Regions from separate parts of the Gossypium hirsutum genome. Here region 2 is linked to region 1. The links are chromatin contacts, called in public Hi-C maps. All regions are on one chromosome and are shown on one strand. Each heading gives the region's core, a stretch centred on a gene start, on an enhancer-like site or on the middle of the called end of the contact. The rest is flanking DNA. Distances are from core to core; before and after follow the strand shown. Region 1 has its middle 33 kb from the start of LOC121217708. Region 2 holds the start of LOC107887149.

Region 1 (5,771 bases), core at 1,345-3,844:
CAGTAATAATGGAAAACTTATCGGTATGTGTTGATTGTAGAAAAACAAATTAGGGATATAGGTTACTTTTTTAGTATTTAGGAAAATAGGTTATTTTTGTTGACATGGCAAGAAAGGACGCCATTAGACTTGTTCATAGGTCACGCTACTTGTCTAGGTCCAAAGGTCTGTCTGAAATTTGGGAGGGTTTTGGAAAAATATTAGGCCTGAAAAATGGGCTTAGGTAAAAAAACAAATTAGGCCTATTTAAAATATGAGTTGAGCTCGGGTTTGAACATTTAAGGCCTGAGCCTAGCCCGGCCCGGCCCGGCCCGACCCGACCCATTTTTAAGTTTATAATACTTTATATTATGTTATTTTTATATATTATCTCATTTATAATACATTAGAAAAAATAAAACCTATACTAAATATATAATACTACTATAATGTAAACATTAAAATAATGTTAAGATAATTATATAAAAAAATTTAATAAATAGAAAATTGTATAACATTATTAAATATTAAATTAAAATAATATAAATATTTTTTAAATTTTTTAAAAAATAGTATGGGCAAACCTAAAATGGGATTCAGTTAGTCTTTTGCAAATATGAACTAGCTTTGACAAAATTTTAGATCTACATTTCAAGTCGGGTTGAGCTAGGGCAAGCATAAAGTATATTAATATAATGCTTAGGTTCAACCCGACCCATGGACACCTCTAGACGCCATCGGGTTGTGCTTTTGTAATACACTTTATACAAGAAGTCCTTTTCATTGGTTAAATGTTGGTGCTTTCATGCATGTGGCCCAAGTTCGACTTCTCCTTTCAGCATTTTGGGTTTTTTTTTTTTATTCATGTTGTTTGGATTTTTTTTAATTATGGTTCAAGCTTTTTTTTTATTTTAATTTTTAAATTTTACTTTTCTTTTTTGATAACTGGGGAGAAGAATGGGGTTGGTTGAAATCGAATCCAAGTTTCATACCTATAACTAAATATTCTTACCATTAGGCTAAGAGATTGTTGGAAATTTCTAATTTTTACTTTTTAATTAATACTTTTAATTAAATTAATTCATGTTGTTTAAAGCTTTTTTATTTTAATTTTTAATTAATGTTTTTAATTAATAAATAGGTTGTCTTCAAGTTTTTAAAATTTTATTTTTAATTCATATTTTTAATTAATAACTCCTTTATTTATAAAAACAAAATAATAAACATGTAATTATATAATTAAAAAATATTTTATATATCATTATGTTAAATATATTTTATATTTTAAAAACATCAATTAATTTTTTAATATATTTTTCTTGATTTATATTTTTATTTCAAATTTTTATTTTTTTTACCTATATCGTGGATATTGTAAATTCTAATATTATAAAATAAAACCATTATTTCAAATATCATTGTTTTTTCACCTACATTATGGGTATGGAAAATTATAAAATTATAAAATTAATTAATTATTTCAAATATCATTATTTTTAGTAAATACAATTTTTTTATGTGTAAAATAAATTAAAAACATCATTGTTTGATTTTATAATATTAGAATTTACCATACCCACAACGTAGTTGGAAAAAATAAATATTTGACATTTAAAAGTATAAATAAAAATATATATTTAAAAAAGTAGTTGATGTTCTTAAAAATTAAATTAAATTTAACATAATAATATATATCAAAAATATATATTTTATTATATAATACATATTTATTGTTTTATTTATATAAATAAAGGAATTATTAATTAAAATTAAAATTAAAAATATTGAAAAAAAAGACATGTTTTTTAATTAAAAATTAGAAAATAAAATAAAAAGCTTGAAACAAAATTAAAATTAACAAAACTCCAAAAAAAATTGAAGTTAAAATAAAAAAAGCTTGAAACAAAATTAAAATAAAAAGATTGAAACAACATGAATAAAAAAAACACAAAATATTAAAAAGGGAATCGAACAAATATGAAAACATCAATATTTAATCATATGATGAAAAATGCATCTTGTATGAAGCATTTTGCAAAAGCGTGTACCCCATAGCACACTTTCATGACACACTAGGAAAAATGACATATTTCCCTACATACTAAAAAAGTAGTCTACATCCCTTTTTTTTTTCTTTTTAAAAAAAATCAACATATCGATAATTTTCTCAAGTAATAATGGTAGGGTTATGAACCAATAAATTAAAGTAAAAGGCTTCAAAAGGTTCCTTCTCTCCCAATCCCAAAACTGATCCCAACCCAGCAATTAGTAGCATACCTCTTGCCTCTGGATCAATCTGAAAGGGAAATCAAGATCAGAAGTTCTTCCCTTAGAAAACGCGTCTAAATTTGTGTATGGAAACCGCCTTTTGTCTTCATTGATCAAGATGCTATTCGTCTCTTTAAATCCTTGTTTAGATAAAATGGGTGGAACAAATTTACCTTACCTTGTCACAATATTTAAGTATTTTAAAACCAACAAATTTACCTTACATTGGTAAACAATGTAAATTTGAATCATAGATTTCCTAACTCTTTTCTATTAAATATAAAGGATTATTGAAGTGGTAATGGGCTAAGTAGTCCATCTAGAGCTACAAACCCAAATGAATTCGGAGCAAGGACTTTGAGAGTGTCCAATGGGATGGGTTATAAATTGACCTATTTCCTAGGCCGACTCAATAATTGGGGGTATTTGAACAAAATATATTAAATTTAAAATATCATGTGAATAAAAGTTTTGATTTAACTCGACTTTTATAAAATATTTTTTTTAATGTAATTTATATCATATGAAATTAAATATTTTATTATAATGTAAATATTAAAAATATATTAAACTATTTTATTTAAAATTTTAATTAAAAACATATAAATAGTAAAAAAACATACATATATAATTACTAAATATCACATAAAAATACAAATATATACTCTTAAGAATAATATATATATATGATTGGGTCTAAATAAGTTTAATTAGTCAATTTATAAATATAGATAATTTTAAATTTATATTTGGAACTAAATTAAACTTAAACAACTATATCTAATAATATATATATATATAAAATAAGGTACACAAGTATATAATGATGACAAGTGGTGTGTTTCTATTTTTTTATTTAATTTCTATATTTTTACAAATATAATTTCTATAGTTTTTAAAGCCATTATTTAAGTTAAATTAAATTTATTATAGTTAATTAATCCATTAATTTAACTTAAATAAATAAATTTTTATTTATTTAAAATAATGATTTATGATATCTAGATTAGTGTTTATTTTAATATTTTATATATTATCTATAATTAAATTTTAAGTTAATTTAATGTTTAAAATACATATTTAATTAATTAGTTAACATAAATTTTAAAAATTAGATAAATGTTTAATTAGATAAATATTATTTTTATAAAGTTAATTTATCTGTATAATTTAATTTATATATTCTTTGATTTAATTATTAGCATATACTAATTTTTTTTTGGAACAATTTTATTAGAGGTTCTGATCATATCTGTTCTTTTTAACACAATGCCTAGAACTATTCATAGACTCTCCGCAGCCCATAAATAGAATGGATAGTGCGCTTTAATGCACTCAAACCCACGTTATCCTATATTAGCAACAATGCTTATACCAATCGAGCTAAAACTCAAGGGCATATACTAATATTTTTAATGTGAAAGAAGTGTATATATCTATTTAACTTAACTATTTGTTAAGTTAGTATTTTAAAAATTTTATGTATAACCAAATAGTTAATTAAATAATTTTTTTAATATTTCAATTATATATTATCCTTATTATCTATAACAATTAATTAAGTTGATATTTTTAAAATTTTATATTTAAAATAAATAGTTAACTGAATAAATAAAAATTTAAAAAAATTAATTTATCAAATTAATTTAATTTAATAATTATATATTATAAATTTTATCTATAACTATTTATTAATCGAATATTTTAAAACTTTGATGATATCAGAAAAGAGTCCATTTCATTAGGATCAAAGTCAAAAAAAAAAAATTCACTATCAATCAACAAATGAAAATCAAAGTTAGTTTTTTAATTGCATATTTCTACTTTCTACATTTTTTTTTTCAAATCCAGAGGAAAAAAAAAATCTAGATTCACTCATATATAATATATTTTGCTTTATAATAAAGATGCTGATCATTTGTGGCATTTACATACTATTTATTTTCAATTACTTTATTGTGTCTTTTATTACATTTTTATAGTTAATAGATTTTATTTTTAATTATAGTTTTTATCATGTTTTATGCTTTAATAAAATGGTAAATTTATGCCATTAAAGATTTAATTTTTATGTACTTAGTTTATGTAAAAATAAAAAATTGAGCTTCAACTGGAGTCAAAATCATGACATTGAGGAGCCAATGTTGTGACACCAATACCTTTGCCATCGACTAAAGTGTAGGACTTCAAGAAATTGCACATTCGAGGTGGTTACCTCCAAGGTCGCGACACCAGCACTCGTGGTCGTCACATTGGGTTAATGATGTCGCAGCATCAACCACAACACTAGAAAATGAAGTAGTCAAGCCACCTAAGGACAATGTCATGACACTAAAAGCTAATGTCGTGAAGGACCCAATAAGCCAATTGAGTAGACTGTCGAGGATGTCGCAACACCAGTATGTAGGTGTCCCAATCCCGACAAGAAAAAAGTTATGATGGGTATTTTGTTGTCTAACAAGGATCAAAACCTGATTTTAAGTGAGGGCATAATTATATTTGTTAGGTTATATGTTATTAAACTATAAATGCTACTTTATAAGATTTTGTTACACTTTTTTTTTTAAGAATAGGATTTTTTTTAATTCTAATGTCTCCTACTATTTTTAATTATTTACAAAATTAGTCCATTAAAATTTTATATTATATTATTTAATTTATAAATTTATTCAAAGCATTAATTAAATTTAGTATAGTCATTAATTTTAACGGTGAAAAGTTAATATTCTTTTTTGGATTAAAGGTGAAAACTATGGATGAATTTTTTTCTTTTTTATAATTAGGGAAAGAGGTTGGGGCTTCTTAGGATCGATCTGAAGCTCTAATGCCTACAACATAATGCTGCTGCCACCAGCTAAGAGTTTGTTGGCAACTATACATAAACTTTAATTTTGTGCAATTTTGTATATTAAATGTTATTTTGATTCATTTTTCATAAATTACTAACACAATTATCAATATGACATTATTTTACATTAACATGTTGCATATACAAATAATTATATTTTTTTAAAATAAAAATAAATTGATGTATTTATTTCTTTTAATATATATAACTGAATCAAAATAAGAGTTTCATGTATATATTTGAATTATAATCAAAGGTTCATATGTATAATTGCATCAAATCAAAGTTTATATATCAAATTGCGCCTTAAACCAAAATTTATATATAGTTTTGATATTTATCCCTTCTTTTTTTAATTAAGGTCAAATTAATTATATTTTTAAATGAAATAAAAACTTTAGAATTTAAATAATATTATAGGTTTTTTAAAAATTTCAAATTAAAATTAAAATTATTAGAAATTTATAATCTATATTATTTATTAAGTGTTTTATTGAGTTAGCGTCACCCTCAAGTAGGTCACCAACTGATTAGGAAAATTACGGAAATGCCTTTTTTAATTAAAATAAGTTATATTACTTAAGGGTATTTTAGTTTTTAATTTAACAAAAATCAATATATATATATATGGTGGGATTTGAACCTGCACCAATTAGTTTAATAAACCCTTAAATTT
Region 2 (5,771 bases), core at 922-3,421, 84 kb before region 1:
TTCAATGAACTTGGCGCCTCCTACCTTACCTTGCATTTGTGGTGGGAGAGAAATGACTCGTCTTTGGTCCCCCGCTTCCACCAGCAACTCTGATCCTCCTCTATACTGCACTTGTCATGCAATGAACAATCATCAGCATAATTCACCAAATCAAAATTTTTACAAGTGATGACATGGGAGGAGCAATGAGAACTTAAAAACGACTTTTGAACCTTCAAAACTATCACACAACTTGAAAAGAATTGAGGGATTCAGAACTGAACATACTTGATATAGCTTGATCTCTGACTTCTCGAAACCTGGCATGAGAAGGGTTGCTGTTTTCTTTGCTGTGTCAAAAATCACAGATGAAACCTTCTGGCTTGCTGGCAAAGAAAGAAGACCCCTTGCACCCTCCACGCTATTGTTCATCATGATGGCATTCCAATCTTGAGGGGAATCCACTGCAAGATTCGGAATACAAGCAAAAGGCAAGGGATACAAATTCTTCTTCAGATTTTCCACTGATTCAACATCCAAATGATGGGTAGGAATGGCAAATGCACCACCCACCTGTGTATCAGCTTGGATTGCACAACCCCAGAAACGTAATGCTGAACTGATTGATATTGAAATGTTTGGATTCATCACAAGAAAGCACCCAAATTGATAAGATCCTGAAGATCCTCTCTGCACAACTTACAGCCTTTCAATCTCCTATATCAAAAAATTGGTGAATGATAAAATGAAATACATTCCGTGGTTACCTCAAGAATTCGTTCTAGACTGTCCCATATTTCAGCACTGATTGTTCCAGTGAGTTGGGATGGGTTACCACTTATGCCCATAGCTTCATCTACGAGTCTCAGGAGTGAAGGACCAGCCAATCTCCCAAGGTCAGTTTTCTCAGCCATGCTCCGCAGGTACTTCAAGTAGAGTCTGTGCAGAGTTAGAGGGGGTTGTGTACATACTTCATTTTAGGAAAGAAAGATAAATTGTTTTGCCTATTTCCAAACCTTGCTTTACTGCTTGCACCTATCATTCTTAGGGTTTCTTCGGTGCTGATACCATCATATATGATAATGTCAAATTTATCGTTTTGATGGTTCTTCCGAGCCCGTTTCCCGAATAAACCCAGAAGCCTCACAAGTGCAAGTAGTGAAAAGATAGAATCCATTCCGGGAAGCACCCCAAGCTCTTCTCCAACAACCTAGTAGACTAATACATGTCAAAATCAACATTCATAGTGTGAAGTGCAAACACCTAAGGTAAAAAGGATGATGAGATATTACATACACACCCCTTCCAGAACTCCTTGTGTCAAATTAAGACGGCCATCTGCTTTCTTCAGCTCATTTAGAGGTTCAAGAAGCATCTGCAGTTTAACGAATGATCCATTCTCAGCGTAATTACAATAAACCCATTTGAAATGGATAGATGATGAAGCATGGAAAAGGAACATACTTTAGTAGTTTCCAGCCTAACAACAGAAAGGTTGCGGGTGCATAGAGTAGGAGAGGAGTCGATCTTACAATTGAGAAGACAGTCAGCAGTGCGATCCTGTCCTTGTAACACTAAGCATGTGCTGAGTCCAGCCATTGCATAGTGCTAAGCAGCAGCAAAGAAAGGCATGAAACAAAGAGATTAGATGATGATATTTGGAAAAAGGGGCCATTTCTAATTAACCCTATCTGTCAGCTTCAGCTTTCCTTTTCCGTTAATTGGGGACAAGTGTAACTAGGAAGTAGTACCTGGGCAGCGAAAACAGAGGAGATGGTCTTGCCGGAGCCGCCTTTGCCTAAGAAGGTGATCAATCTTGGAGTGTTTGAAGAAGAATCAATGATGTCATCACCATTGTAGACCGAAAGTTGAGAGATTGTTCTTCGTGAGGGACTCCAAAGACTGGATTTGGACTTGGAATTGGAGAGAGGGAAGATAACAGGGGAAGACACAAGCACAGAGGACATTTTTGTTTTTCAATTTTTAGACATAGAACAAGCCTATGGCTTTATAGTTTACAAACAATTACAGACAGGAAATGGATTAATTAGCCGATTAAACAAAGCGTTCTTATGCCGGGCCGTGTTGGCCCAATCAGACAGATCCCATTCCCAGCACCGGCTAGATTACATCATACTTTTTCTCTACTAAATGCTATTCATATATTCGTATTTTAGTATTTAGAGTAACAAACAAAAATATAGAAGGTATATTATGACATAAGTTCTCTGACCAAGAAAGTATATCGAGATAAACTTCATTTTACTCCTACTAAAATTTGCTCAAAATTAATTCTTGTACTAAAAGTTATTCAAATAATGGCATCGCTATAATTTTCTGTGGAATTACTGATAATTTAAATAAAACATATCATTTCATGCTCGTAAAATTCTCAAATTATTCCAAAAAATCTGTGTGGTTGAAAATTTATTCGTTCAATTTTGTATTTTTAACTTAACACTTACAGCTTTCTTTACCATTTCATTGAACCATTTAGAAATGGTTTCTTTTAAATCCCAAATATTCTCTTCACTTGCCTGTCAAAAACTTGCATGACTTGAGGATATTGGCTTCCAACAATGGCGAGACCAGGCTCCAATATTCTTTCCTTTATTTTACTTCACCCAATTATACTTTGTTTTTAAATTTTTTTTAACTTAGATTCTAACATTTAAATTCACTCCTATTTTGGTATTTTATCTTTAAATTAATAACGGAAAGTTTTTTAATTGATATTGTTGAGTATGACTCATATTTCAGTCAAATTTGAGAGATAATCTCTCAGTTACACTCTGTCTATTTGTTTAAGTCAAACTCTGATTAATCTAGATTATTTTATTATTATTTGACTTAAGACACCCAGTAAAAGATTAGAATATAACACTTTTGGAGAATTTTGTGTTAACGTTTTGAGGGTTCTTTATTTTTGAGTTTCGGGGTTTAGTTTTTATTTTTATCTTTTATACTCTTCGTTCTTTTTCTATTATAGTAAAATTATATTTGTATGTGATTTTTTATCCTCTTTGGAGGGTTTTTCCATGTTAAATTTATGTGTTCGATTTCTCAATTTATTTCATTATTTTTTACTTGTTCATTGCTTAATTGGGTCGATCCCCAACAAATGGTATCAGAGTTAGTTCAATTTTTGTAGATCAGCCTGTTTAGAGATGAAAGCAGCAAGGTTTGACATTGAGAAGTTTGATGGTGCCACAAATTTCAATCTGTGGCAAGTTCGGATGATGACAATTTTAGTTTAGACTGGCCTGAAAGGTCCTTACCGAGAAAAATCCTAAGAAACTCTTTATTTGATTAAGTCTCTAGCTAACCATTTAGTGTTGAAACAACGTTTAGTTACGTTTCACATGAATAAAGGTGAGCTTCTTAGAGATCATATTAGTCAATTTATTACCCTTTTGAATAATTTAAAGAATGTTGAGGTTAAGATTGACGATTAAGATCATGCTATGCTATTATTGTGCTCTTTACCCTCTTTCAAGGAGACCCTAATTTATGGCAGAGACAAACTCTCTTTCGAGGATGTAAAGGGTCATTTGTTGAGTAAAGACAAACTCGATAATAAGTTTGGTTCGAATAGCAAGGTAGATAGGCAAGCTTCCGTTTTGGTTGTCACACCCCAAAATAGAGCCTAGGAGTTTTAGGGGTATTTTAGGAATTTTAGTCTTAGAGTGTTCAAAATTTTGAGACATGGTTTATTGGTAATGTTTTTTACTATGGTTTTTAGAAAATTAAATCAATTTTGGAAAATGAGTTTTAAATACCTTTAATTTTGAAAATAGAACTGATTTGTAAAAGAGTCTAAATTATGAGTTTTTAAAAGGCAATTAAACCAAATTTTAATTTTCACCCTATTTTCCCCCTTTATATTCACAAAACCCACATTAGTCTTCTCTATCCTTTGTGTATGTTGCCGTCACTTTGCTCTCCCAAATCCCTCATCCAATTTTCTTTGTTAAATCTTCAATCTTTTGATTTTTATCATTCTCCAAGTCAATTACCTTCATAAATCTTCAAGAAAACACTCAAAAACTCTATAGATTTCATCATCTTCTTCTGTATGGATTTTCTGGGTTTTTTACAAAAGTCCATTTTCCTTCTAACTAAGGTAACCGTTCATATTTCTATTAATTTTAAATGTTATTTAGTCTTTAAAACTAAGTTTTTGGACATTAAATCACATGTTTTAAATAAAAGTAAAAAATTAGCTCGTTAATGGTGGATTTCAAGATTTTGAGTAAAAACATGGTTTCAAAGTGTTTTTAAATTAGTTTTGACATGATTAAGAGGTTTCTAAACTTAATTTGAAGTTTCGTTAAAGATTTCTTAAATTTTAATGAATTTTTAGAAAATTGCCATAAACATGTCGAAAAAGTTAATACTATGAACTAAGTATTTTTGTGTAGTTTAAAGGTTGGGAATTAGTCGTAGGTGACTTATAAGATGAACAGAATTTGTTTTAGGTGAAAAGATTAAGTATAGATCAAGATATTTGAGTTTTAAGTTTGCTATGTTAAAGGTTTTGGTTACATGAGAACCTAGCTTAGACTTGTGCTTTTGGATTGTTTGATGAGAATATTTGGATTAATGTTGCTGTGTGAATTGCCTTGTTGAAGCGTTGGAATCAATAAGACCCTTTACGAGTAGAGATAAAGGCAAAGAAAGGCTAGTTTGAACTTTCGGCTTTTCGGCGAAAGCGTGTTGGTAGTGTTTGAAATAATTACTTGTGGACATGATTCAATGTGTTATTTGGGAATTTAGTAGTAGCCTAAAACCCTACTCTAAATTTCGAGTATAAGCTTTTTCATACCTATGTTATCTTATGAATAATGTGCGTATGTATTTCTAAATATGTGAATTGAGATGAGATGCTATAACATGTGAGATATAGTTATGATAACCGTTGAGAAAGTGTAGATGTAAGCATGTTATACATGCTATATGACAGTGATAATTTTATGTTATAATGTGATATTTGTAGTGAATAAGTACAGTGAACGGTAAGTGATATGTGTGTGTTAATAACAGATATTTTGGCCTTGTGATCATTGAGACCATTGGATATAGTTGGCATGCCATAGGGTTGTGAGCACTCACTTATATGTACAGTGATTTTGGGAGTTGGGGCCCTGGGACATGTTAGAACGATAAGAGAATATGACCTAAGCTCTATTCAATGGGACATGTGAGAGGAAATAAGGAGAATGTTAGCTTTATACTTTACTTTTGGGACATGTTTGACTTTATAAGTCTATGTGGTATGTTGGAGATCCGTATATCCGATGAGTGATGATAAAGCTCACTTTTATGTTTCATAGCTCAAGTGTCAAATTATCTTAACTTATAATTATATTAGTATTGTGATATACGCTTAAATGTTATGTGATTATATGTGTAATGTGATATATGCTTAAAAGTGAATATGTTTACCATATAAAAGAACTAGTAATAATGCATGAGTAAGTATAATATGACACTAGAGTTGGAACTGTTGAGGTTATGCTATATGGTTGTTTCATTGATGCTTGATGAATTGTTTACATTGTGGTTATTCTGAGCATTCACTAAACTTGTTAAGCTCACTCACTCCTCTTAAACCATTGCAAATTAATTATGTGCTGGTGTAAACGATGTGGTTTCCGAGGGGTGATTCCAAGCAAGTCCATTTCCGTGACTTCGTAGGTGTTATTGTTATTTGTTTATGTTTTGGGAACAAGAAAATGTGGTAAACTTGTTTATAGCCATGTTAACATCTAGGCATTTTGTTGGTTTTTGGT

Evidence for each region. Hi-C and Micro-C count contacts between places; a contact is called where the count stands out from the background.
Region 2: a contact with region 1 is called in a Hi-C map of leaf, with 4 times the contacts expected there. The contact joins the promoter of LOC107887149 here to the enhancer-like site in region 1. A contact is called at or near these places in 7 of 34 Hi-C or Micro-C datasets (anther, hypocotyl, leaf and 1 more).

What each region holds. Positions count from the first base shown.
Region 1 is chrA03:56,495,039-56,500,809 of Gossypium_hirsutum_v2.1, reverse strand. No RefSeq gene overlaps it. Among protein-coding and RNA genes, the nearest start is that of LOC121217708, 33 kb to the right of the region's middle. Within about 2 kb of position 2,594, at least 6 of the 9 cell types and tissues checked have an H3K27ac peak or open chromatin away from gene starts, as enhancers often do. A contact at or near this core is called in leaf, where this site is marked.
Region 2 is chrA03:56,578,119-56,583,889 of Gossypium_hirsutum_v2.1, reverse strand. LOC107887149 reads right to left here and starts at 2,171. Exons shown (of 7, transcript XM_016811304.2): 1 at 1,731-2,171; 2 at 1,444-1,587; 3 at 1,280-1,354; 4 at 996-1,189; 5 at 747-918; 6 at 268-669; 7 at 1-110. The coding sequence starts at 1,946. The coding sequence ends at 21.